Linked DNA regions of Macaca mulatta: region 1 is linked to region 2. A link is a contact called in public Hi-C data. All regions are on one chromosome and are shown on one strand. Each heading gives the region's core, a stretch centred on a gene start, on an enhancer-like site or on the middle of the called end of the contact. The rest is flanking DNA. Distances are from core to core; before and after follow the strand shown.

What was found. A called contact is a pair of places that touch in the nucleus more often than the background predicts.
Region 1: a Hi-C map of fetal cortical plate shows a contact between it and region 2, with 2.7 times the contacts expected there. The contact joins the promoter of PPHLN1 here to the promoter of GXYLT1 in region 2. A contact is called at or near these places in 5 of 14 Hi-C or Micro-C datasets (cortical neurons, fetal cortex germinal zone, fetal cortical plate and 2 more).

What each region holds. Positions count from the first base shown.
Region 1 is chr11:49,269,038-49,273,517 of T2T-MMU8v2.0, reverse strand. It overlaps PPHLN1 (periphilin 1), which reads right to left and starts at 3,111. Exons shown (of 13, transcript XM_077953921.1): 1 at 3,043-3,111. It overlaps ZCRB1 (zinc finger CCHC-type and RNA binding motif containing 1), which reads left to right and starts at 3,199. Exons shown (of 8, transcript NM_001195521.1): 1 at 3,199-3,347.
Region 2 is chr11:49,079,339-49,084,424 of T2T-MMU8v2.0, reverse strand. GXYLT1 (glucoside xylosyltransferase 1) reads left to right here and starts at 2,183. Exons shown (of 8, transcript NM_001193857.2): 1 at 2,183-2,636. The coding sequence starts at 2,416.

The DNA of each region.
Region 1 (4,480 bases), core at 1,862-4,361, 190 kb before region 2:
GGCGTGGTGGTGGGCACCTGCAGTCCCAGCTACTTGGGAGGCTGAGGTAGGGGAATGGCGTGAACCCAGGAGGGGGAGCTTGCAGTGAGCAGAGATCGCACCACTACATTCCAGCTTGCGTGACAGAGTGAGACTCCGTCTCAAAAAAAAAAAAAAAAAAAAGAAAATATTTGAAATCCAGACAACTAAACATAAATTTTAGAACATAATTAGTTAAGGTCGTTGAAAAAAAAAATTAACTGATGCCGGGGCCCAGTGCAGTGGCTCATGCCTGTAATCCCAGCATTTTGGGAGGCTGAGCCAGGTAGATCATTCGAGATCAGGAGTTCAAGATCAGTCTGGCCAACATGGTAATACCCCGTTTCCACTTTAAAAATATACAAAAATTAACCGGGCATAGTGGCACATGCCTGTAATACCAGCTACTCAGGAAGTTGAGGCAGGAGAATCCCCTGAACCTGGGAGCTGGAGGGTACAGTGAGCCATGATCGTCCCACTGCACTCCAGCCTGGGCAACAGAGCAAGACACCGTCTCAAAAAATAAAAAAATATAAAGTACTGTATTCTCTACTAGTTTCACAAGTCACTTGACTTTCCAACGCTCTAAGGATATTTCTTCTATAAGCCCGAATGTACTGCACTAAACTTAGTAGGAGATCCCTGATTGTCCATTATAATTGATCAATTAACTGAAATTACACAAGTAAACAAAAATGCCAGATGTCTGCCTACATATAATATTTATAAATCTGAATCTTATTTCATATATGGATTGAGGTTAAGGTCTTAACTGGTCAGCCTCCTTCCAGTGTTTTACCCTCCATTTTACCCTAAAAAAGGATAATCAACAGTTAATGCATATTCATAATGTGAAGTTTCCAGGATCAAGAATCTAAGTGGTTTATTAACCATAATAAATCCAAACTTCTATCTTCCATATGCCACCTTCTATTATATCTAACCTTCTATTCTCTCCAAAAGCATATAATTATGCCAGTTTCCTTATTGTGCCACAAACAGACTAACACACACTATCATAGAGCTGTTTATTTTCCAAACTGGATACCTTTTCCTATTCTCTCATTTGACATCCAACAGTCCATCAAGGCCCAACTCAAAACCTATTATTCTCCACAAAGCCCATTAAATAAATCCTACATGACTTAAAACAGATTCCAAACTAGTGACTGATAGGCCACATGAGACTTGTGTTTGACCCATTTTTTTTTTAATAAAATTCTATTCCACCGACAACATTTAAAAACTGGGAGAGGATGCTTTTTTAAAAATTCTATTACCAACTTTTTTTGAAAAAAGTAGATGTTCTGGCAAAACTAGGATCATATTCTCACAGAGCCACAACCAGCTGTAGCTGAGTGGCAGGTGACCCCTTTTATGGGTGAAGTATTCATTAACGTTAACTGTCTGATCTCTGAGACCATACCTTCAGCACCTGCAATCATTCAAGAAATACCTGACTGTCTTATGTGCCAAGAACAGTATTAGCTACTAGAGTAACAAAGACCAACAAGACAAACACAGTCCCTCACCGATAGCCTCGCTTAGTAGGGATGGTAAAGAAACAAGCAATTAGGATACGTGTGATAAATGCCGTAAGGGAAGTGCAGGGCAGCTAAGAGTACACAGCAAAAATACCTAACTCTATGGAAGTTAGGGAATACCCCTCAAGTAAAGTGACAGCTAAACTCAGATCTTTAGTAGAAGTTATCCAGAAAAAGGCAAGAGGGAACAGGGAGCTCAAATGTCCCAGAGAGACAAAAGAGCCTTTGTGAAGATACTGAGGGAAGACAGTATTTTAAGGAATTGAAATCAGTTCAACATGGCTACAGCCATGCCCAAATTTTAAATGCAGGGTCAGAGAAAGGGCTCAACTGAAATGGCTGGCAGGAAAAGCTACGTGTTATCAATAGTAAAGGTTAGGAGATGAAAGAGAATTTCACTAAAGAAGTTGAATACGTAAAATAGTTTAAGCAGGAAATAGATGTTTCAGAAAGCACAGATGGGGGTGTTGAGGGGTTAAATGGGGAAGAAACGAAGAAGTAGTGATAGCCTAAGTCGAAAGGAAGCACAAAGCAGCATGGAAATGAGACTATAGCACAGAAGACCAAAGAGGCTTACATCTTGTGCGGTAACCAAGGATAACAGGGATGTAATGCATAGTAGGTTTGGCCGGCCACAAGTTTGCCAAGAGACTTAGTCCCAGCGGTCCCCTGGCGGCCACGGAGGTATTCAGGCCTCTCAAAATTCAGCTGCGCCCTGGATGGATTGCACTTCCGTCCCTCTAGAAGACATCGGCTTCACTCTGGATAGATTGTGCAGGCTCCAGGCGAGGCTCTGGGTTCCAGGCTGCTAGAACGCAGGCTCCCAGGGAGTGGTTAGAGGCCTGGTCTGTATGTGCTGGTGGGCAGAAGTATAAACTACCTTGCATTATGTTCTGATTTTTCTGTAGGAATGATGGGCACGTTATGGCCTCTTACAGAAAAAGCAGTGCGTAGCCATTATAGATTTACAGGAAGAGAAAAGGTGCCAAGAAGTTCAACATTTGTCCATACCCACGCTAAAGATGAGTCATTCTGTGAATCTAACTCTCCCCAAGTTGTCCTTGTCTCCCCAACTAGACTGAGATCTCCACCAGAAAACAAAACAAACCAAAAAAAAAGGTCCGTTTATTTTGTAGTTCCCAAAGTGCCTAATAGCTGGGTACGGCGAACACCTTCAGTACAATTACGAACTTCCTGACTGCTCTCGGGTTACTGAAGTTACCTAGCTCAGTCTTCTTTTTGCATATTAAGGCGCTACAGAGAGGCGAACCCGTATCTTAAGACTCAATACTTCCCTTTATTCCAAACTCCACTGCGTCTCTCCACCCTCAACCGCATGGGCAGAATTGCTGCACAATTCAAAGGCAGGGGAATCCAGGACCCGACACAGAAAACTCCCGCCTGCCCCCGCTAAACCCCCAGCGTTTAGCAGCCCGCACTCGCTCTGCATCCATCTCTGGGAAAGGTAAAAGTCGCTCACCGACTCTGGCCCTCCGAGACACCCCGTAAACGTAGTCGTCCGCTCGCCGCCGTTATCCCAGTAGGCACTTCCGGCGCGCGCATTGACGTCAGCGAAGCGCTCGCCTCTGGGCCCGCCTTCGGGGCCCGGATCTGAAACAACCGGGAAGAGGCACCGTGGCTGCTACCATCTGGTCCCCGCGCCTGACCCCTCCCAGGACTCGTGATGCCAAGGCCGCTGCGAGCGGCTACGAAGAGTCGGGGTTGAGCCCCAGCTGAGCTGAGGGCTCGCACTCTTCTGGTCTCCCAGGCCCACCCCACGTGAAGGTAAACGCCTCCTCAGCTGCGGCCTTCTTTTCTGCGGGACCCCCTCCCCAGACTCGGCTGCCAAAATGCTCTGCCCCTCTCTCCTGCCACCCTTTTTATTCCAGGACCTTAACGTCTACCTGCCTTCGCGGCTCTCAGCAGAACGTCTAAGGCATAGTTTCAAATGAGAAACTTTTAAAAAGCGACCTATCTATGTTGAGTTCCTGAAGTTTTCTAAATAATTCCCCCAAAACACCAAACATGAGGCAGTTTTCTCATTCCTTCACGAATTGGCATGCCTTAGAGTCAGTACTTTTCCATTTGTGATGGTTCGTCCCCCATCTCAAATACACACCACACGCTCTTTTTAAATCAGAAATTTGAATTTGGTTGAGTCTGATATTCTCACAGTAATTTGCTGACTTTGTAAGATAAGGTGTGAAAATTAATTACTGATTACATTTGTAAATTTTATATACATATACACACATACATACAAGTCCGTCTCTTCCAGGCACCAAGCCTATTTATATAATGTATCATTTCATAATTTGGCAATAAGCAAAGTTAACATTTCGAAAGAAGTTTATATTGTCAATGCGTAAAGCTTAAATTTCCTCCTTAATATCATACTAAATGGGGAAAAGAAAATTTTCCTCTTTACACACCACTCCAGAGAAAAAAAAATTAAGACAAACAAAAAAGGTACCCAGCCATAGTACAGGCATGCACAGCATAACAACTTTTTGGTTAACAACAAACCACATATACCACAGTGGTCTCCTAAGAGTATAATACATTGTACCATGTTTTTAGTGCACCTTTTCTGTCTTTAGCTACGTAAATATTTACCATTGTGTTTCAATTGTCTACATTATTCACTACATTAACATGCTATACAGGTTGCAGCCTAAGAGCAATAGGCTAGACCATCTAAGTTTGTCTCAGTACACCCTATGATGTTTGCGCTATGAAATCACGTAACACACTCAGAACATACCTCCTTCGTTAAGCGTAGCATGACTGTGTATTAGCAAAAATCAGTGACTAAGGTTCTTTCTGAGTCCCCATGCTCTTTCTGATCTGGGTGAGCAAGGTGTAGGTATTGTCCATATACAATACATATGCATTAAAGCATTTTTTGCTCATAGTCT
Region 2 (5,086 bases), core at 934-3,433:
CATTTCTATTTTTGGAATGGTTTATATAATTTTTCAACAGAAAATTACAGGATTAGAAGGAACCTAAAGGGATAATATGGTCCAGTACCCTGATGTCAATAAATGAGTGGCTATTCTTCCCGATATGCTCTTTTCATAAAATTGTTGCAGAAATGAAAATTGCTTGCCTTCTCTTTTTGCCATTCCATTATTTTAACCATCTGTGGGTCAAGGAGTTATTCTTAATTATTACTACGTTTAGTTTCTTTGTTGAAATAGATAAGTTACAGTTAGTATCTTTTAAATTAAACATTTTTTGAGTACCAGTCCTTACTCTAGTTTCTTGGTACCATATCCTTCAGCTTTCTCTCAAAAGGTATTTTCATTATTATCAATGCTTTTCCTATCATTCTGGGTACTTCGTTAAGTTTATCTTCATTTCTCTAAGAAGTGTAAGTTGTAGTGGAAGGATTTAGCATTCTCGTGATTCTTATTTGCCTGTCCTGCCTTTGAGAGCAGTACACTCCTTTATTTCTGAATACTCTGCATCCGAGCCCCTTGTCTGGCATGTAGAATATGTTCAATAAATGTTTATTGAATGCATAAATGTATGTTCTCATTCTCTTTACACATCTCGATAGCATGCTAATTTTCATTTTTTATCAGGTAAAGTAAGAAGGGGAGGAAGTTGAACCTTAAATTTGTTCAGTGACTTTCTCATGGTCACAGAACCACTACTTTTTTGGTATAGGGAGCCAAGGATCCAAATGGAAACTGCTACTATATTGAGCATTTCCCCACCTTGTATTTCATGGTGAAACTTGTCAACTCCCCAGATGCAATTTCAGCAGTTAAACGCATGATTTTTCCCTATGAATGTGTGTTTGTGTGTGTGTGTGTATTTTGAAGCCTCCCTTCCCTCACTTTTTGGCACTGGTGCTGCTTTCTGCTTCCAATCTCTCCTCTAGCTGTTTCAGCCTCCACACTACAGCCAGAGTCTGCTCTCTAAAATGCAAATGTGATCATGTTACTTCCCTATTTAAAAACCCTTCAATGGTTCACTAGTGTCTTGCAGATTAAATTCAAACTCCTAGGTGTGCTAAACAAAGCATTCAAATATCTGGCCACTTCTACGCTCTTATCGCTCGTCATATCCTCTCTTGCATTCACTTAGCTGGTGGTATCAAACTTCTCACGGTTCCCTACACAGGAGCCTGTTTATTGATCCTTCAGCCTGGAATTACTTCCCTTAACCGACTCAAGACTCTAGCGGCACCTTTGCTATGAAGTCTCTCTTGACCACACTCGCAGACAGAACTGATTGTTCCTTTGTGTGTGTCCCTTACAGGCCTGGATCTTAAGTCTGTATCATTGTGTTGCGCTTATTTACAAGTATCCGCTGTCCCACCCACGCTCCAGTTAGGCTTCTTTATACCCCTAGGTACTCACACAGCGCTTGGCCCAAGTGATGCTTTATAAATGGTCAATGAATGAACGTAGTGGAAACAGCTGAAGAAGAGGGAGAAGAACTGGGGAAGAAAGGAGAAGCTCTGTGGGGAGAATACTAATTGTTTTGCACATGCAAATAATGAGTTGTGAGGGAGGTCAAAAAGGTCAAAGGGAAGAGCCCTGCAGTACAGGAACTGTCTGCTGGCAGGCAAGGTCCGCATACCAAACACACGAAGCAATGAGCTTATCTGAGTGAAAATGGCTCGTGCACATTCTAGTATCACAGAAACTTACAGGCTGGGGGAGGATGGAGAGGAAAGTGGCCTAGTCAAGTGCCTTCTAAGTGCTAGGCGGTTTTCGTGCGTTAAACAGTTTAATCTTTACAACCACCCCACGATGAGGATAGTAGCTCCATTTTAGGGACGAAGAAACATGCTCAGAGAATTTAGGTTACCCAGTGTCACAAACCACCATGTGGAAGGACCATAATTAGAATTTAGGTCAACTGCCTCCAGAGCCGAGGCTTTCGCTCCACCTCTCTCGGCGGTCGAGACCCACTGGGCTCCAAGTCACCTGCGCGTCAGCCTGCGCTCACTCTTCCCCGCAAGCGCGCCGCGTTCCGCGCGCCCACTCCGCCCCAGGCGCGCCAGCCCTGCGTCCCTCCCACGCGATCTGCGCCGGCGCGTCCAGCCCTCCCGCCCGGGGGAGAGGCGGGGCTGCGTCGCTGCGGCTGACCCATGGGCGCACGGCGGCAGAGGCGGCGTCCGGGCTTCCGGGCGGGTTGTCAGCCGGCTCTGGCGCCGCGGCTGCGCTCGCCTAGGTGGTGGGCGGGGAGGGAAGGAAGGGAGCGGGTGCAAGGCGGCGGCCGCGGCGGCGGCGGCGGGGGAGGAACTTGTTGCGCCCGCAGCTGCGCGGTGCCGCTCCCTCAGCTCCAGTTCGCCCGGGCGGGCGCGGCGGCGGCGGAGACTGAGGATCGCGGCCGGGGCGATGCGGCGCTACCTGCGCGTCGTCGTGCTGTGTTTGGCCTGCGGCTTCTGCTCGCTTCTTTACGCTTTCAGTCAGCTCGCCGTTTCCCTGGAAGAAGGAGCGGGTGGCGGTGGCGGGAAGCCGCAGGCCGCGGTGGCTTCCTGGCTCGCGGGCGGCGGACGCGGCGCCGTGAGAGGCACGGGCGGCGCGGGCCCCGCAGCGCATCCCGGCGGGTCGGGCAGGTACGGGCAGTTCCCGGTGGGGGACGCGGCGGGCGCAGGGCGCGGGCTCGGCCTGGCCCGGGCTGCTCGCGGGTCGGCGCCGCGCCTCCCGCGTCTTTCCTGCGGTTTCTGACCCCTCACTGATTTCCCTCCTTCCCCTCCGGCCGGGACTAAACCAGCGCTGCTCCCGCCTGAGAGTGTCCCACACTTTTTGTGTTTGTCTTTTGACCCAGTCATGCGCCCTTTAAAGCAGTTAGAAATTAATTTTCAGTTTTTTAAAAAAAGGATTCTTTGAAAATAAGAAGTGTTCACAAAAGCCTTGCTGCTGCCTGGCTAGTGAGAATTCCTTCTTGTTTCAGTGGAGTTCAAGTTGAGATATTTAAACATGAGGCTGGCGCCCTAGTTCAGTGTTGAAGGATTGTGCGTGTATGTGTGTGTGTTTTGTCTCTCATGCTGATTTTGCTGTGTTAACGCTTACACTTTTAAGCATTAGCCACGGTTAAATTTGGAAATGGCATTTGTGCGGGTTGTGAAATTTTCTTTTGGAAACACTATCTTTCTTGACAAATCGGTATTTAAAAAGCGACGTAATGACCTAGGTGGCTTTGCACAAATCACTGCCAGAGTAGGAATCGACACGAGATTTAAATAGAAAAAAAAATGTTTCTGTCAACGCATTATGAATGCTTGAAATCTGAGCGTTTACACTGCCTTGCAACATGGACACTTCCACCTTATGTATGGGCACCTCTCTGGCAACGACTGAAGTGCTCCCTACCAAGACTTGGCAAATGCTGCTTTGATACAGAAAAGTATAGGATTTGTCTGGAGAGGGAGTGTAGGTCAGCTGTGGGCTGTTTAACATCATTTTGAGAGTCGATGGTCATTCCCAGAATGAAAAGGGGAAGTTTGGGCAGAGTAGCAGCGTGGAAAGCGGACTTGTCGTGTTTTTACCCTGCAATTTGATTACAGTCAGGGTAATTCCTACATCAGGACCCTCAGTTGTCTGTCTTGGGAGAAAGCATTCACTGAAAACTTGAATGAGCTCGTGAAAAATGACAGGTTGAAGCTAAACTGTTTATGGCCTAGTACGTTATTGTGAAGCATTTGCAATTATGGAAAATGGATTATATTGGGCAAAATTGTAAGGAGGCAACATTTTAATTAAATATTTAATGAAGTTAGACTGATGCTAGCATTGCATTTTTAGTGCCTTGGTCTTAGATATTTTATTTTGTGACAAAAATTTACAAATTTTGTTTACTTGACCTAAAGTTAACTTTAATAAAATTATTTGAAATTTTTGAAAATAAGAGCCTCAGTTTCAATAAACATCCAATAGAATCATTACTTAAATGTTAAGTTTTATGTGTCAGGATTGAGTCAGCTGAAATGCTGTACTTTTTTAGGTCTTTTGAGTAGCATGACTCTATTTTAAACGAGGTGTACATCTAAGTTAGAACTAAAGGTGTATCTATCTGTCTTTGTAAAAATGTGATGAAGAACAACATGTCACCACATTTGTGTGCATAAGAAACCATTTGGGCAGAGGAACAAGGTGGAAAAGTTGGATTGTCAAGTTTTACCCTATGGTTTGATTAAGGTCATGCAAATTACTAAGACCTCAGGACTCTATTTTACGTATCGTCATTTATGACATCTTTATAGAAATCTCGTAGAGTTAAATCAACTTTTGGCAACGCTTGGTAGGTAGCTCACACCTGTAACCCCAGAATTTGGGGAGGCCGAGTGGGGATGATTGATTGCTGGAGACCAGGAGTTTGACACCAGCCTGGTCAACAACCCATCTCTACAAAAAATAAAAAAATTTTAAAAAATTAACTGAATGTGGTGTTTCACACCTGTAATCACAGCACTTTGGGAGGCCGAGGTGGGAGGATCACTGGAGCCCAGGAGTTCAAGGCTACAGTGAGCTATGATTGTACTAGTGTAATCCAACCTGGGTGACAGAGCAAGATCCGGTCTCCAAAAAAACAGAACCAAACCAAAACTTTTTTGGCCACCATGAGATACGGTATAGAAATCCCTAAGCTCTTCATGTATAAATCATTTGGCCAAGATCGAAAGCGAATCATTATTGGAGGAGGATTAGAAACCGTGTATCCTTTGATTGTTATACAAGAGCTCTTTCTGTAAAGAGAGATAAGGGTCTAATTTAGATAGTGGACTCAGTGCGCAGTGGGGCTATGGGGCAAGCCAGCAGCTTCCTGTTTTCAGTAGTACTTAGGTATTATTGCATTTTTGTCTTTTTTGATAACATCTTACTTGAAAGATTATAACTATTATTTCTCTTATTTTAAACATGGAATCTAGGTTTGTACCCAGTTAAGTTCCGTTGTTTAGATCTTATAAAAACTATTCATAGTATAGAATTTCATGGCAACAAAATACTTGGAAAAGTGTTTCCAAGTCCTTGAAATAAGAACTTTAAAATGAAAGGAACAGTTTTT